3 separate regions of the Ovis aries genome follow, and regions 1 and 3 are each linked to region 2. A link is a contact called in public Hi-C data. All regions are on one chromosome and are shown on one strand. The core of a region is the stretch at or near the end of the contact, and the rest is flanking DNA. Distances in the headings are between cores, read along the strand shown. Region 1 has its middle 18 kb from the start of TRNAC-GCA. Region 2 has its middle 99 kb from the start of USP12. Region 3 holds the start of URAD (ureidoimidazoline (2-oxo-4-hydroxy-4-carboxy-5-) decarboxylase).

The links. Hi-C and Micro-C count contacts between places; a contact is called where the count stands out from the background.
Region 1: a contact with region 2 is called in a Hi-C map of mixed tissues, with 7 times the contacts expected there. The contact joins two enhancer-like sites. A contact is called at or near these places in 13 of 16 Hi-C or Micro-C datasets (blood, hypothalamus, liver and 6 more).
Region 3: a contact with region 2 is called in a Hi-C map of liver, with 7 times the contacts expected there. The contact joins the promoter of URAD here to the enhancer-like site in region 2. A contact is called at or near these places in 8 of 16 Hi-C or Micro-C datasets (blood, liver, mixed tissues and 4 more).

Annotation. Positions count from the first base shown.
Region 1 is chr10:32,452,929-32,455,628 of ARS-UI_Ramb_v3.0, forward strand. No RefSeq gene overlaps it. Among named protein-coding and RNA genes, the nearest start is that of TRNAC-GCA, 18 kb to the left of the region's middle. Within about 2 kb of position 1,438, at least 5 of the 54 cell types and tissues checked have an H3K27ac peak or open chromatin away from gene starts, as enhancers often do. A contact at or near this core is called in liver, where this site is marked.
Region 2 is chr10:33,036,851-33,039,714 of ARS-UI_Ramb_v3.0, forward strand. No RefSeq gene overlaps it. Among named protein-coding and RNA genes, the nearest start is that of USP12, 99 kb to the left of the region's middle. Within about 2 kb of position 1,476, at least 8 of the 54 cell types and tissues checked have an H3K27ac peak or open chromatin away from gene starts, as enhancers often do. A contact at or near this core is called in liver, where this site is marked.
Region 3 is chr10:32,346,014-32,348,713 of ARS-UI_Ramb_v3.0, forward strand. URAD (ureidoimidazoline (2-oxo-4-hydroxy-4-carboxy-5-) decarboxylase) reads left to right here and starts at 1,285. Exons shown (of 2, transcript XM_015098158.4): 1 at 1,285-1,509. The coding sequence starts at 1,335.

The DNA.
Region 1 (2,700 bases), core at 188-2,687, 580 kb before region 2:
ACAATGGAAACAAAGACTTTATTTTTCTGGGCTCCAAAATCACTGCAGATGGTGAGTGCAGTCATGAAATTAAAGGACACTTGCTCCTTGGAAGAAAAGCTATGACCAACCTAGACAGCATATTAAACAACAGAGACATTACTTTGCCAACAAAGGTCTGTCTAGTCTAAGCTATGGTTTTTCCAGTAGTCATGTATGGATGTGAAAGTTGGACCATAAAGAAAGCTGAGCGCTGAAGAATTGATACTTTCAAATTGTGCTGGAGAAGATTCTTGAGAGTCCCTTGGACTGCAAGGAGATCAAACCAGTCCATCCTAAAGGAAATCAGTCCTGAATATTCATTGGAAGGGCTGATGCTGAAGCTGAAGCTCCAATACTTTGGCCACCTGATGTGAAGAGCTGACTCATTGGGAAAGACCCTGATGCTAGGAAAGATTGAAGGCAGGAGAAGGGGATGATAGAGGATGAGATGGTTGGATGGCATCACTGACTTGATGGACATGAGTTTGAGTAAGCTCCGTGAGTTGGTGATGGACAGGGAAGGCTGGCAGGCTGCAGACTATGGGGTTGCAAAAAGTCAGACACGACTGAGTGACTGAGCTGAACTGATTGATATAACTTTAAAATTATGGAAAATTATATAGCAAAAATACCAACATCTACCATCTTGAAGAGACAGGATTCTAGGATGTTAAAATCATTTCACTTTCCCTTCCTTTTCTGAGTGATATAAAATGTAGAATGAAAGCTTCACACACACCATGAAAACTTCAGTCCCACCATGCTCAAGGGCGCTGTGACCTTGGACAAGTCCTTTATCCCCTCTGGGCCTCCTGTTCCATCTACCTAACAATGAGAAGGTGGTTTAATTTCAACACTGGCTTCCAGCTCTGACATTCCTTTTTGACTTAATGAATCTCATTTTCAGTAAGGGAGTAGGGGCAAGGGGGGAGGGGGGAGTCAAAGTTTATCGGTCAAAGGGACTGATAAACAGTCCCTTGGGAAGTTTCTCTCTTATTTTGACCTGTTTCAATTGTTCTTTTCCCATCAGTCGTTTGAGAAGGGAAATCGCCAGAGATGGGTCAAGTCACTCGGGGAAAAAAGCACTTTTCCAGAATGACAAATTTTAACCTATACATTAAAACAAAACAAGCAAAACCCACTACCCATGGAAACAACACACTCCACAAACAAAAACCAGCTCCCCAAACACATCCCGCAGCCCTGTTCTGATCCCAAAGGCCCTTGGCGGCTTTCTTAAGATCACCTGTCGCTTACACACCGGAATAACAGTAACAATGGCCAGCAGATGTTTTTCGGATCGCCGGAGGGTCTCTGAGCACGTTCTCACACAAAAGCACGGGGAGATCCGGGCGGGGTGGAGGAGGCGGGGGAGAAGGGGCGGGTCCCGGCGCTCTCGCGGCGCGAGCTGGTCGGGTCACCTGGTGGCGCAGGCGCACCTGCCGAGCACGCCAGGCTCGGCTCTCGGGCGCCCTCTGCCGTGCGCTCCCCCGGCGCGTCCGCCTGGCCGGGCCCGGGGCAGCCTTTTCCACCAGCTGGGTCCCCACAACTCAACGTTCCTGCGCCCCGCAGCCTGGCGCTCGCGGTTCCCAGGGAACTGAGAGGCCTCAAGCACTGTCTCAGTCGCCTATTAAACCCGCGAGCTTCCTTCAAACCCACAAATCTGCTCTCAGAGGAGAAGTCTTGTATTGTCTGCTCTCCTTCTCCAGACAGAGGGATGCTTGTAGGGGAGACCCTTGCTCACTCCGGATGATGAAAACAAAAATACTTTCTGCAGTTAAGTGTAAGCATTGAATGTGCTTCTCGCGTATTCTTACACGGCCCCGCTCGAGGAGGGATCTGAGTCTGAGAACGACCCCTCTAGAATCTTCTCACCTGCCTGCTCCCCCTCCCTTCCCACCGCCCTTCAATTTTCCAGGGGATGCAGTCACCTAGACCGCACGTCTTCCTGCTAGATGTGTGTGCGTATGTGCTAAGTCACTTCGGTAGTGTCTGACTTTTTATGATTCCTCTGTCCCTGGGATTCTCCAGGCAAGAATACTGGAGTGGGTTGCCATGCCCTCCTCCAAGGGATCTTCCCCAGCGATGGAACCTGCATCTCTTCCCCAGGGATGGAACCTGCATCTCTTCCCCAGGGATGGAACCTGCATCTCTTGTAGGCGGGTTCTTTACCACGAGCACCACCAACCCAGATGTGCAGCAGCAGGAAATCACTAAACCTGTCAGTGGTAACAATATCAACCTCCTCGAACCCACTCATGTATTCACCTGAGTCTTTCTCCTATCCCAGCTGAGCCCTGGGCTTGGCGCTGGGGGTTTATGTCAGTGAACAAGACAGATGCTTTCTTTACTCTCCTGAAACTTACCACTCAAGGAAGGAGCTGGAGCTGAAAACCAATAAAAACACAAACGGTTGTGTGTCCCTATAGGGAAGGTGACACATGAGAGTAATTTAGGTTGAGACCTCACTGCCAGAGCATGCAAGCTCAGCCTGAGGGATAAATAAGAATAGCCCAGGTGGAAAATGTTGGACAAAGACTGAGACAGGAGGTGTCATAAATTCCGGGAGAGGCTGTGTGGCTGAGTCATCAGGAGTGAGGAGGACAGACAAAAGGCAGAGAAACTCTTGAAGGCTGAGCTATGCAAATAGGTGAAATCCTAGAGAGAAGTGGAAACCAT
Region 2 (2,864 bases), core at 226-2,725:
ATCACAAATAAAAGGCTCTAAGCACGCGGCTCAGCGGGTGGCCTCCTGAGGTTAGAGGATCCCAGAGCTGGCTGCCCGCTCACCAGGACAGGATGTCAATATTTGATGACATCCGGGGACCGCCTGGAGTGCCAGGTGACGGGTGTGCCGGCAGGAATCAGGATCAGCTTTTTCAAGGAACAGTACACGGCTCCTGTTCCACAAGGAGAGCCTGGAAAGTGTTCCAAGAGTCTCCTAGCTTCTGTCCTTAGTAGGAAAGGTGCCTCTGACTCTTGCTGTCAGTTCAGAAGGGCTGGTGGAGTGGGAGGTAAAGCACTGACAGGGTGAAATGTCTCTGAGCTGGGACTCCGTTGGTGGATGAGGACCCCAGCAGAAGGTTCGATAGAAGGTGCTGGAGCCAGAGCTGGGATGGCAGCTCATGGCGCCATCTTCATCCAGACAATGCCCTCCAGTGAGTCTTCACATCTGTTTGCAGATTGGGAGACCCCATTCGTCCTCTGCTGACATTGTGATTTCCTAGAACACTGAGGCTTTGTAGGCCCTTCATCTTAGATAATTAATTAATTTGACTGCACCGGGTCTTAGTTGCGGCATGAGAACTCTTGGGCTTCCCAGCGATGCTAGTGGTAAAGAACTCGCCTGCCAGTGCAGGAGATAAAAAGAGACGCAGTTTTGATCCCTGGCTCAGGAAGATCCTTGGAGAAGGGCATGGCAACCAACTCCAGTATTCTTGCCTGGAGAATCCCATGGACAGAGGAGCCTGGCAGGTTACAGTCCACGGGGTCACAAAGAGTTGGACACGACTGAAGTGACTTAGCACACGCACACTTGAGAATTCTTAGCTGTGGCATGTGGGATCTAGTTTCCTGACCAGGGATGAAACCCAGGCCCCCTGCATTGGGGGCAAGGAGTCTTAGCTACTAGACTGCCAGAGAAGTCTCTTAGAGTCCTTTTTATTGTTATTGCTTCTCTTTTGGCCTTGCCTCCCCAGTGAAAGGATTCTCCTGCACTCTGCAAAGTGCCATGATAGACCCAAATCAGGGTTTTAGCTGTCCTCACTTGTTCTGCATTTGAAGTTGTTCAGGAACTTTAGAAGAAAGTTGCTGGAGAATTTCATTGCAAGATGCCAAAGTGCTTTAAAAAAAAAAACAAAACTGAAAATCCTTTCTGAGTTTCACTCCTCTTGGAGAGAGGCCTTCCAAGGCTCAGGACCGGCAAGCCATAAAGATAAGAAGCCACGCAGCCTTCTCATCTTGGAAGGGCTTATCTGTATTGGGTCCGGGGAAAAGCCACCTCTTAGAGGACGCCCCCTGTTGGCGTTCTCACTGTGGACTTTACCAGGGCCATGTCCCCAGGCTCCTGACGTCAGGCCCCTGTACCTGTGGGCAGGGCCACGTTGGGTCATTGAAGTGAGCACACCCTGGAGAGGCAGGAAGCGTTAGCTGGAGTCAGAGTCGGGCGCCAGCAGGGCCCCTCCCCGGGGCCCTCTGCACTTGAGATAGCTCGGGGAAACTTTCTCATTATCAGTGTGACCTCCAGGGCCCTGAGCGGCCCGTTAATCATTACCTGGGCAGGGCTGTATCCTGGGCTCTCGGGCCTGTTTTTGCATCCAGCTGGGTTTATTACAGGCCAAGGGGCCTTGGTGGGTGTTTAGATTGCATACTGATGGGTGGCCACTTGGCTCCAACTCACCCTTGCTGGATGTAGGACACAGGCCTCTTCTGGGAAACTTGGGTCATTTGGGCAGCCGGTACCCCATCCCTTGAGCTACTGCAGGCCCTGAGCACCCAGCATCTCCTAGGGGAGAAAACCCAAGACAGAACTGGGGTACAGGAAGGCCAGGCCAAGAGGTGAAACCTCCGAGTTGGATGGTGAAGAAGCCAGGATGAGTCACGGCTGTGCCCCTGGGGGGCCTCTGCTCAGGGTCCAAACAGCTGGGCCAGATTGGGCTTCCTGTTCTGAAACCCTCTTTCCTTCTTGAAACCCCCCTCCTCCTCCTGTTTGTCCTCAGAGTTGCTGAGACCTACTGAAGATGGTCGATGCACCTGTTGCGAAAGTGAGTTGACTTTCCCGGTAGCATCTCCCAGCTTCCTGATGACCATAACCAAGTTCTCAGCAATCAAAGAAAGTTGGGTGGGGATGGGGCCCAGGGCCACCTGCCCAGATGGCCTCCCCTGAACGAGTCAGGTTTTACAGGAACACCTGGCCCTGACCCAGTCACTCGGTACAAAAGCCCTGTGCCTCCCCAGCCCCAACTCACCCATGTGCAGTGCTGTCCACACGATGCTGCCTGCCTCTGCCCCCACCACCTGCTTTCCCACCGCCTCCCCTAACTGGGCCACCTCTTAGACCCTGCCCTTGAGCCAGCGGCCTTCTCTAGACTGCCCGTCTTATTTAAGGCCTGAAACTCCTTCCCTTCCTCCGCGTGGGGTCTGCTCAGGGCCAGATCTGAACCGAGCTGATTTGTGTGTTTTTTCTGAAGTTGGTGCCCAGGCTGCACTGGGCTGGGCAGGGCTGCCCTTTCCTTTGGGTCACTCCAGGGAGCTCCTGGGCCTGCTGCAAGTACAGGGATGTCACAGGGGTGACGCTGGGGCCCCTTCTGTGTTGCTGGGAAATCTGGCTCTGCTTGGGGTTGGTGTCTGTGCAGAACAAGAGGGGACTCTTGGTTCAGATGCGCGTCCTCCTGTGTGCATCGCGTGAGCCCCTCCACCCGAGGGTGGTGAGGGGGAGGCTGCACTCACAGCCCCTCCCCCTCTGTAATCCAGGCAGTGGGGGTGGTCATGGGAGCAGCTTCCTCCCATGAGGAAGGGGGAGGGGGCTTAAACAAGGGCTAGATCTGAAGCCCCTCCCCTTGTACCCCCAGG
Region 3 (2,700 bases), core at 35-2,534, 690 kb before region 2:
CTGGTCCTCTGCAGACTTTGTGCAGTCAACATTGTATCAGCCGACACCTCTGTAGTGCGATGTTAACAGGAACACTGCTAAGTTAACTTGCTTTATCTTTGCAAAAATCCCATCAGGCAAATACTTGTATTATGTCTACTTTACAGACGAAGAAACTGAAGTTCAGAAAAGTTTAATAACTTGATGAATGCCAACCAGTAGGGGGCAGAGCCTGGATCCAAGCTCTCCTGGGACCAGGCCCTCCACACTGGGCTGCCTGCCTAAAACTTCACACATGATACAGGATCCAGTGTGTGTTCACATATCTATGCAACGTATATGATAGGCAATACATATCATATATATCGGCTTCCCTGGTGGTTCAGTGGTAAAGAACCCGCCTGCCAATGCAGGAGACATGGGTTCGATCCCTGGGTCAGGAGGATCCTGGAGAAGGAGTTGGCAACCCACTCGAGCAAGGGAAATGTCATAAAACAGAGGAGCCTGTCAGGCTACAGTCTATGAGGTTGCAAAGAGTTGAACACAACTTAGCCATCCCACCACACACACACACACACACACACACACATGCATATGATTGTTGTTTAGTCACTAAGTCACCTCTGACCCTTTGCGACCCCGTGGACCGTAGCCTGTCAGGCTCCTCTGTCCGTGGGATTCTCCAGGCAAGAATACTGGAGTGGGTTGCCATTTCCATATCCAGGGAAGCTTCCCAACCCAGGGATCGAACCTGTGTCTCTTACATTGCAGGCAATCTCCTGTATCATTGTGGGTTGATTCTTTACCAACTGAGCTACCAGGGAAGCTCTGTGTGTGTGTGTGTGTGTGTGTGTGTTGCTATACATATTTATCTTCCTCCGTATTTGAAGACATGGCCTGTAATGATGGTACTTCTGGCACCAGACTTACCCTCTTTGAAAAGCAAAGTTCCTTGACTTCTTTGCTGTCAGTTCTTCAGTCATGAAACAAATACAGTAAGCGGGCAGGCTAAAATGTTAATGGCACCAGAAGGCTAACTGGCTTGAATGCTGAGGCTGAATATGGCCTCTGCCGGCTTGGATGGTGGGAAGAGTTTCGCTGGACATGTTTCCCCCTCTGCAAGATCTCTGCTCGCTGGATTAGACCTTAAGCCTGTGTTTGTTGATTGCACAAGAACTCTGGATCTCTGCTTTTCCCAGAGGCATTTAAAACATGCCAAGCTGGTGTTGCAAAAAAAAAAAAAAAAAAAAAAACCAAGCCTGTGCATTCAGCAAATATAATTCGACGAGCAGAGACGTGTCAGTCACTCACCCAGAGGAGAGCCCAGTCCTGCCACCGCCGCTGGAGCACACGCCATGGACATTGAGAAGGTCAACTCCATGGGCTTCGGAGAATTTGTGGATGTGTTCGGAAACGTCATCGAGAGATGTCCTCTGATCGCAGCCGCAGTTTGGTCCAAGCGCCCGTTCTCTGGCTTGGGAGATTTAGAGAAGCACTTTTTTGCCTTTATTGATGGTCTTCCATTGTCAGGTAAGGCTTTGGGGTTGGACACTGAGAGTCTCCACGGAGGGATTTCAGGTGTGCTTATCAAAAAGATAGGGGAGGGAATTCCCTGGTGGTCCAGTGGTTAAGACTCAGGTTTCACTGCGAAGGGCCTGGGTTTGAACCCTGATTGGGGAGCTAAGATCCCACAAGCCATCAGTTCAGTTCAGTTCAGTTCAGTCACTCAGTCATGTCTGACTCTTTGCGATCCCATGGACTACAGCACACCCCCTTCGCTGTCCATCACCAACTCCTGGAGCTTACTCAAACTCGTCCCACAAGCCATAGTGTGGCCAAAAAACATTTCTTTTAAAATGGGGGGAGGGGAGGTCTTGTGGCTGTTTTGGATTTTTAAACACAATTTTTAAAGGTTACTTTCCATTTAGTTATTACAAAATATTGGCTGTAGTCTCAGTCTTGTATGATATATTCCCGAGCGGATCTTAGACCCAATTGTCTCAGCCTCCCCTCCCCCATCCATCATGCCCCTCCCGCCTCCCCTCCCCTCCCCACTGGTAACCTCTAGTTTTCTCATCTGTGAGCCTACTTCTTTTTTGTTATCAAACTGTTTTGAGATGTTTGAGCCTAGTCGCTTATCCCGGGTATACACATTTACTTGTTTTTGCTGTAAGGCTTGGTGAGTTTCTTCAGACTTTTGCAAAAGAGAGTCAAACCCTTGCAGTGTTAAGTGGACAGTAGAGTGAAAGAAGGTTCATTGGCTCAGGTAAACTGGCTGTTAAATATTAAAGCTCTGGGGTTACCAGGAAAGAGGAGGCAGCCACCTCCTCTGGCCTCAAAGCTGCTCAGGGACCAAAGGTCAGGCTAGTGTCCCCCTGCCCCGCCCCACCTCAGCCCTGCATTGGCTTTGGGAATGTCCCTTATGCAAGAGAGGAGACCGCTCCGTATCAGACTATCTGAGGAGCCTGGGGGGGAAGAGAGAATGGCTGACGTTTTACCAGAAAGGGCCGGTTTGGACTAGGCGGCTGAGGAAAGTAAAGTCCCTCAGGTCAGCAGCTCCCTGTGGGTGTGAGGTAGAGGGGGAACGACAAAAGTCTGAAGAAATCCCTCTGGAGAAAGGGGTAGAAAATGCCGATTTCCTCTGGGTGGAGAGAGAAAAGGAGGCCCTTGGGGGTGTAAGATGGGGAGAAGAGGGAAGTTTGGGGGCGAGTCAGGAGGACA